Regions from separate parts of the Cyprinus carpio genome. Here region 1 is linked to region 2. Evidence: chromatin contacts called from public Hi-C data. All regions are on one chromosome and are shown on one strand. Each heading gives the region's core, a stretch centred on a gene start, on an enhancer-like site or on the middle of the called end of the contact. The rest is flanking DNA. Distances are from core to core; before and after follow the strand shown. Region 1 holds the start of LOC109049762 (polyadenylate-binding protein 2-B-like). Region 2 holds the start of LOC109089230 (translocating chain-associated membrane protein 1-like 1).

Region 1 (3,423 bases), core at 322-2,821, 160 kb before region 2:
GCTCATATGAAATGAACATGGACTGGGTTGTAGTGCAGTGCTACAGGACGTGGGATCACAGTGTTGCACTGTTCAGAGTATATCGGTAGAATATGGAGAAATGCTTTTATATTATCTTTTCACTTTTTCATTGACACTTGATTATCACTTGTTATAACTGTACTACTTACTATTTTTCAGTACTTTCATCACTTTTGATTATATTGATTCATAACGGTTTTCAGACTTGGAGATGTCATTGATATGAATATTAAACGATAATGGTGGCAGTCTTGTTATGAAAAATTAGAGTATTGATTAAGCTTGTTTTCCCATCACTTGTACCTTCATTTTGTGTTGGTTCTCCTTTTTTCTTATGCAGAAAACAAATAAACTGAAGTTCATGTATTGATGTTTCTCTTTATTATGTAAATTACCCTTAGAATTTATGTAGATACATTCATATTTTAAGTTGTGTGTTGGAAGCACTTATTAATATAACTATTATGGACCATCTTGTCAGGGAATATCTGAGAAACAAGCACAATATTTTAAGCATTTAATCTTGTTTCACCCAACACTGCTTGAGTTTCATATGTTGCTTGATGTGGTAGGCAAAATTAAAAATACTGAAAAAGCAGGCCTACTTGATAGAGATATCAACATTCGTGTCACATAGTGGGTAAGACCTATATGCATAGTTTTAATGGCCTCGGTTTAAGTTGTATTGAAGATTTAGGAATTCCACTGTGCTTTGTTGCCAGATCTCATTTGAAAAAAATTAAATAAAATAAGTGACTCTTTCATAAATAATATATTAATATATTAAGAGAGTACATTGTAAATAAGTACATTATATATATATATATATATATATATATATATATATATATATATATATATATATATATATATATATATATATATATATATATATATATATTATCTATATATCATAGAGGCCATATACAACTACTGATAATCAAATTGAATGTCTTTTGTGCACACATACACACGGGGAATGGAAAAGGGAGAAACATAAGAAATTGTACAGTATGAAAAACAACTTGGACAGTAAGTGAGGATATTTAACAACAGCCATTTTACTGGTCATGCTTTTTTTTCATGTATTATTTTATTTTTATGAATATGACAAACATCCTGAGAAGGAAGGAGAAAAGGCACAATCTTATTCCTGACATTTGTCAACTGAACTGCTTTAAGTGGCTGGTCATACTTGTGCTGTTTAGGCCAAGTACTAGGAAGCCTAAATATGGGCCTGTATTCTGGAATTTTATATATATATATACTATCTATAAAACTTTTCGTAAAATACAAGTCCACGTGGATTATATTGTGCGGACATGGCAACAAGTCATAGTAGCTCGATCTAAAGGTGGTCTGTGAGCCTTGATTGACGCTGCTTTTATCCAATCACAGTTGCTGTTGTAAAGTCTAAGCGGCGAGCGCAGAGAAATACCCCAAGAGAACACCAATACCCGTCCTCGATACGTTAAGAGGGCGTGTCTAAAGTGAGGAATTGTCCAATCACCCATCGATGGAGCGCCTGCAGTCCTCAGAATCCCCGCCTACGGCTTCCATTTCTGTTCTGGAACACACGAGCCCTCGTGAAGAAAACACATTTGCTTTTCTGAATTTGTCTTCTAATGTAAATAGAGTAATAAGTGCGACATATTGACGAAGTGAAACTTATTTATATTTGGATAAATAGTGTTGTTTTTTCCGCTGAAGGACACGTTTGAGCTCCAGAAGAAGCGAGGCGGGCTTTTATTCCCCATTTTAACTTTAGTGAGCGGCGTTTTCCGCCGTTTTTTTTATTTCCCCCCTCCTACCCCTCTCTCTCGCTCCCCCCTGTGAGAGTCGCGGCCTGTAGTGCAGCCACGAGGCGCGTCGGACCACCGGGAATCAGGCGATGGCGGAGTTTGGTAATGGACTGGCAGAGGAATCTCTGCTGGACTCAGACCCGGGACACTCAGAACTTGAAGACCCAGGCGTCGGCGATGAAGAACCGGGATTAGACGAGGGAGAGGCCGCTATTGATGATCCGGTGAGTGAAGGACGCATTTCCTCGCTTTAACAACAAGTTAAAAAAAATTTAATAGGTTTTCATCCTAAATCCTTACCCCAGCCTCACATTTAAAATAAATATGTGAATTTCATACGAAAACCAAATACTCATGTTTACGCGAAACCGGTTTTGTCAGGTCGGTTTGTCCGCCATTGTGGCTCACGCAGTGCAGTAGAATTAGTGAATGACATGCGTGCTGCTGGCCGCCATGTTGGCGCAACATTGGTCTGGGTTCATCTGCGCCAGATCTGTCGACCTAGCGGGGGAAAAAATCTTCATCGCAAAAATGCAAGACGGGAGATGTAAGAGACAGGGGCGAGGGTAGGACAGGCCGCCATTAGCCGCTGCAGTGTGGGTCCATCCGCAAAGAAGCAGACGGCTCACGGTAAACACGCCTCTTTTCTGATCAGTAATATTTGTGGCGTGCAAAAGTAAGTCGCGTTGGTAACTGCGCGTGATTGTTGTTGGCCTCTGCAATGGAATAAATCTTTATGCGACGTGTGTGACATGTTAAAAGAGGCGTGAGATGCTTTTATTTTCAGATTTTGCGTCGAATTGGTAACATTGTGGAAAGCTACAGAGTTGTCGGTGGGCAAAGCGCACTGTATGTAATGCACATCTGTATTGCTGCGATCATTTTATTCGATGTGCGCTAAAGATTAAATGCCGCTAGTGATGAATTGCATCATTTGTTGGGGATTTTGTGATGGAGATGGTGCATTAGGGCTGGGCTGGTGCATTTGTCTCCGTGCACATTAACATCGTTGGAGCTAGAGTAGGTCATGCATTTGCATGCTGAATGCATGTCGACTTCATTTCATCATGCAATGAGGATGTGTAGTATTTAAATAATTAGTCAGTGTTGGTTGCGCTTGTTATCGGTTGTGAATGCTAGGTCGTACCATGTAAAATCTTGTTTTAACTGCGTGAAAGAGGCCATCACATACATGCTGCTGGGTTACTTTACTCGCGATCCAGTGCGACTTCCACTGCCCTGCAATGCAGCACTGCTCAAACTTGTGTGCGTGCGTGTGAACACACACCAAAAGTGTGTTTGCTCGCTCACAACAATGCGTGCACGGATGGCATCATGCTTAGGGCGTCTTGCTGACTGGACAATAATAAATGGCGGTTTGAAAGAGCTCGGTGCACAATCACGTGTGAAAGTGCATGTGTATGCTGTTGTCCACGATCACTGGTGAGAATAATGAACGAGTGTGCATTCTGGGAAAGAATCGGCTGTGCATTTCAAAATGGGTTTAGCAGCAACACATGCTATTGATGCAATATAGATCCAATTTGGCTGTCGATGAGGGAGCCAAAATCATTTATTCAGGCTGTAGTTATGCAAAATA
Region 2 (3,285 bases), core at 331-2,830:
ACAGACATTATACAAATATATATATATATATATATATATATATATATATATATATATATATATATATATATATATACATATACATATATATCCAAATATATATATATATATATATATATATATATGTATGTGTGTGTGTGTGTGTGTGTGTGTGTATAAAGTGCCACATACTTACCGTTTGCTGGAATTGTTACGTTGTATTGCACAGTTATGAACAAAACCGCTACCCTTTGATGTAATCTACATGGAAAGAAATATAAAAATGCAGTCAATACACAAATAAAGTAATAGTTGATCAGACTGAAAATTATAACTCTGGTAATAGAGAACGGCAGTCAGACTGTCACCATTCACTTGCATTGTATGTAAAATAAGGTTGACAATGCAAATGAATGGTGTTAAAAAATAAGTCCTGCAGATTTCAAGCAACATGAGGGTAAGTAAATGACAGAGTTATGTTTTTGTGCACATTTTTCCCAAAGTGAATGGTATATATACACTAATTATAATCGGTTTCTCATCAAACACATTTTCCAAGATATTATAATTTATAGATGAGCATACAATCATTTACTTAAATCTGTTCAGAAATGCCCTTTAAGTGCAAAAATCAGTTCTAGTAGTGTAAACGTCATTTCCCATGATGCACCAGCACTGGCGCTGATATTAAGCAAACTATTGTTCAAATCTAACGGTTGTGAAAACTCGCATTCCTAACGAGTGCTGAAGGTGTAAAATCATTAGGTTATTATCTATCAATAAAAGCATTTGTGACAAAAATCGCGAGCCTGCTGCCGCTGTGCACCGGTGATCTTAGCGCTCAGTCATTCTCCGATTGCCACGTCCATCGTAACACTTCATTTGCGCGTAAAAAGTCTCAGTGCGGCTACAATGTTTCGTAATCATTCTTTACAAATCAATTCTGTTTTTCGTCTTTTTCAGCACTCCTTTAAATATAATAAATCCACGCGGGTGATTTTTCTTTCTCTCTCTCTCTTTTTTTATCTCGCGGGCTTAAAAGTTTATTATTTAATCGTTTCAGGGAATTCCTCTTTCGCTCTCATGCATCATGTCTGTGTGAATCAAAATTACCAACTATTGAATGCAATTAGCGCCTACGCCTGAGAGTAAAACCTACTCTAAAAAGATTCATTTATATGAATCATAAATATGCAAGAGGATTCAAAAATGCTGCACATTAAAGGTAAAACCAAATAGTAACGTAACAGTTCTATATGCAGGTTAAAGGAAGTGGAAGGGACCGAGACTATGACAGAACACGAAAGGTCCGTTAGATTTCTTAAAGAAAAAACAAAACAAAAATATAAACACTGATCAGGCTGATTTGTCATCTTTGACTCAAGACTGGTGTTAGATCTGTAAGAGCGAATGAATTCATTCAAAAGTGGATTCTGACCTCAAACATAAGACCCAGCAGAAACACCATCGCAACACAAGACACAATATCCGCGTGGTTCTGGATCACAAACTCGTGGCTGAGCACCGGTGGGTTCTTGTTGTTCTTTTTTCGGATTCCCATCTTGGTGGATGTTGAGAGAACGTTTTGGTGTGTGTGTGAGTTAGTGAGGAACACGTCTTCACTTTTGTTATCTGGCAGGCACGTCAGTCTTAACGCCTACTTCAGTCTTTCTTCTTCCACCCCCTTTTTTCAACTTAAGGCACGTTGTACAGTGACAAAAGATGCAGTAGCGCCATCCGTTGGACTGGAGTAAAGGAGACGTTTTATTCATTTTGAGGTCAAGACTTAAGGGCCCTTCTTAGTGGATACAAAGGAGGATAACAGTGAAATTAATGAATAAAAACAAAAAGAGATACATGTTTATTTAATTAACATCGTCATTATTACCAGACAGTAAAATATATTATTTAATATGTGTATTTGTGTATTTCAGCCTACATACTTTATATCATTACTTATATTACAAAGACATTAAAGGGTTAGTTAACCCAAAAATGAAAATTACTCGTCACCCTCGTGTCGTTTTACACAGCCTGCATAGATAGCAACGCTACTACCATGATTAAGACCCAGAAAGGTAGTAAAGACATTGTTAAAATAGTCTGTATGACATCAGTGGTTCAACCTTAATTTTATGAAGCTACAATAATACTTTTCTGTGCACAAATGGTCATTAATAATTTAATAAAGTCATCTACTTATGTTATTTTGTACGAGGGAACATGAACCATTCAGGCTGAAGTCGCTGTAAACTGTTAGCTGTGCTTAACATTAACTTTAAAATTTACACACACACACCCACACACACGAACACACACACACACAACACACACACACACACTTACACACACCACCACCACACACCAACAAACCACACACACACACTTGTCATGTATATACATATTATATAGAATATAGCTAATAATATATCATTTATTTTATTCATTATGCTACAGGTCAAAAGTTTGTAACAATTAAGACTTTTTTAAAGGATTTGCTTTTGTTCACCAGTGCTGCATTTATTTTACAAACAATACAGTAAGACAGTAATATTGTCAAATATTATTACAATAAAAACTGTTTTCTATTTTAATGTATTTTAAAAATAAATGTATTCCTGTAATGCAAAGCTGAATTTTCAGCATATTACCCCAGTCTTCAGTGTCACATGATCCTGCAGAAATAATTCTAATAGGCTGACTATATTTTATTCATTCTTTTCATCAAAATTAGTTCACAAACTGAGATCAGACAATAACTTTGGATGCCCTGCTAATGTAAGATGGTCTTGTGGTTGAATTCTGAATCAAGTGTTTAAACAAGGCATTCTAAATGAGTAAATATGGATTTTGGTGTGAAAAACTAATGACAAACCAAAGAGAATGTAATCAACGAAAGGAATGCAATGAGCCCCAAAGACTTTGTAGCATGGAGTACAGTTATTTGGAACTGTTTCTTTCTGTAAAAACATGTACAAGCAGCATACCAAAAAACAGGCATTTCTTCTTGTGTTTCATTTTTTGTCTCATAACAACAGCCAAACACAAAATAAAACACAGGTCTTTGGCCAACATGTTGGTTAGGCGACGGTAGTTAATTGGTAGTTTCAGATTAGGATATCAGCACATGAACAGAATGTGCTGTTGCTTCCTGTTGTTTGAAATAATAGAAAAGCTGGTGAGATTGAAAATTGTGAGCGCTGCCGTTGGTTGAGACTGAAAGATATTTCTTCTGTATTCAAAGGGTAAGGGAATGAAAAATGAGTGATGTATTTAATCATTGGTCCCAGCCCTTGCATATATATA

The links. A called contact is a pair of places that touch in the nucleus more often than the background predicts.
Region 1: a Hi-C map of skeletal muscle shows a contact between it and region 2, with 2.4 times the contacts expected there. The contact joins the promoter of LOC109049762 here to the promoter of LOC109089230 in region 2. A contact is called at or near these places in 2 of 8 Hi-C or Micro-C datasets (red blood cells and skeletal muscle).

What each region holds. Positions count from the first base shown.
Region 1 is chrB24:10,723,749-10,727,171 of ASM1834038v1, reverse strand. LOC109049762 (polyadenylate-binding protein 2-B-like) reads left to right here and starts at 1,571. Exons shown (of 7, transcript XM_042752446.1): 1 at 1,571-2,047. The coding sequence starts at 1,913. LOC109049755 (zinc finger homeobox protein 4-like) reads left to right here. Exons shown (of 5, transcript XM_042752432.1): 5 at 1-387.
Region 2 is chrB24:10,560,565-10,563,849 of ASM1834038v1, reverse strand. It overlaps LOC109089230 (translocating chain-associated membrane protein 1-like 1), which reads right to left and starts at 1,580. Exons shown (of 11, transcript XM_042751859.1): 1 at 1,413-1,580; 2 at 176-234. The coding sequence starts at 1,540.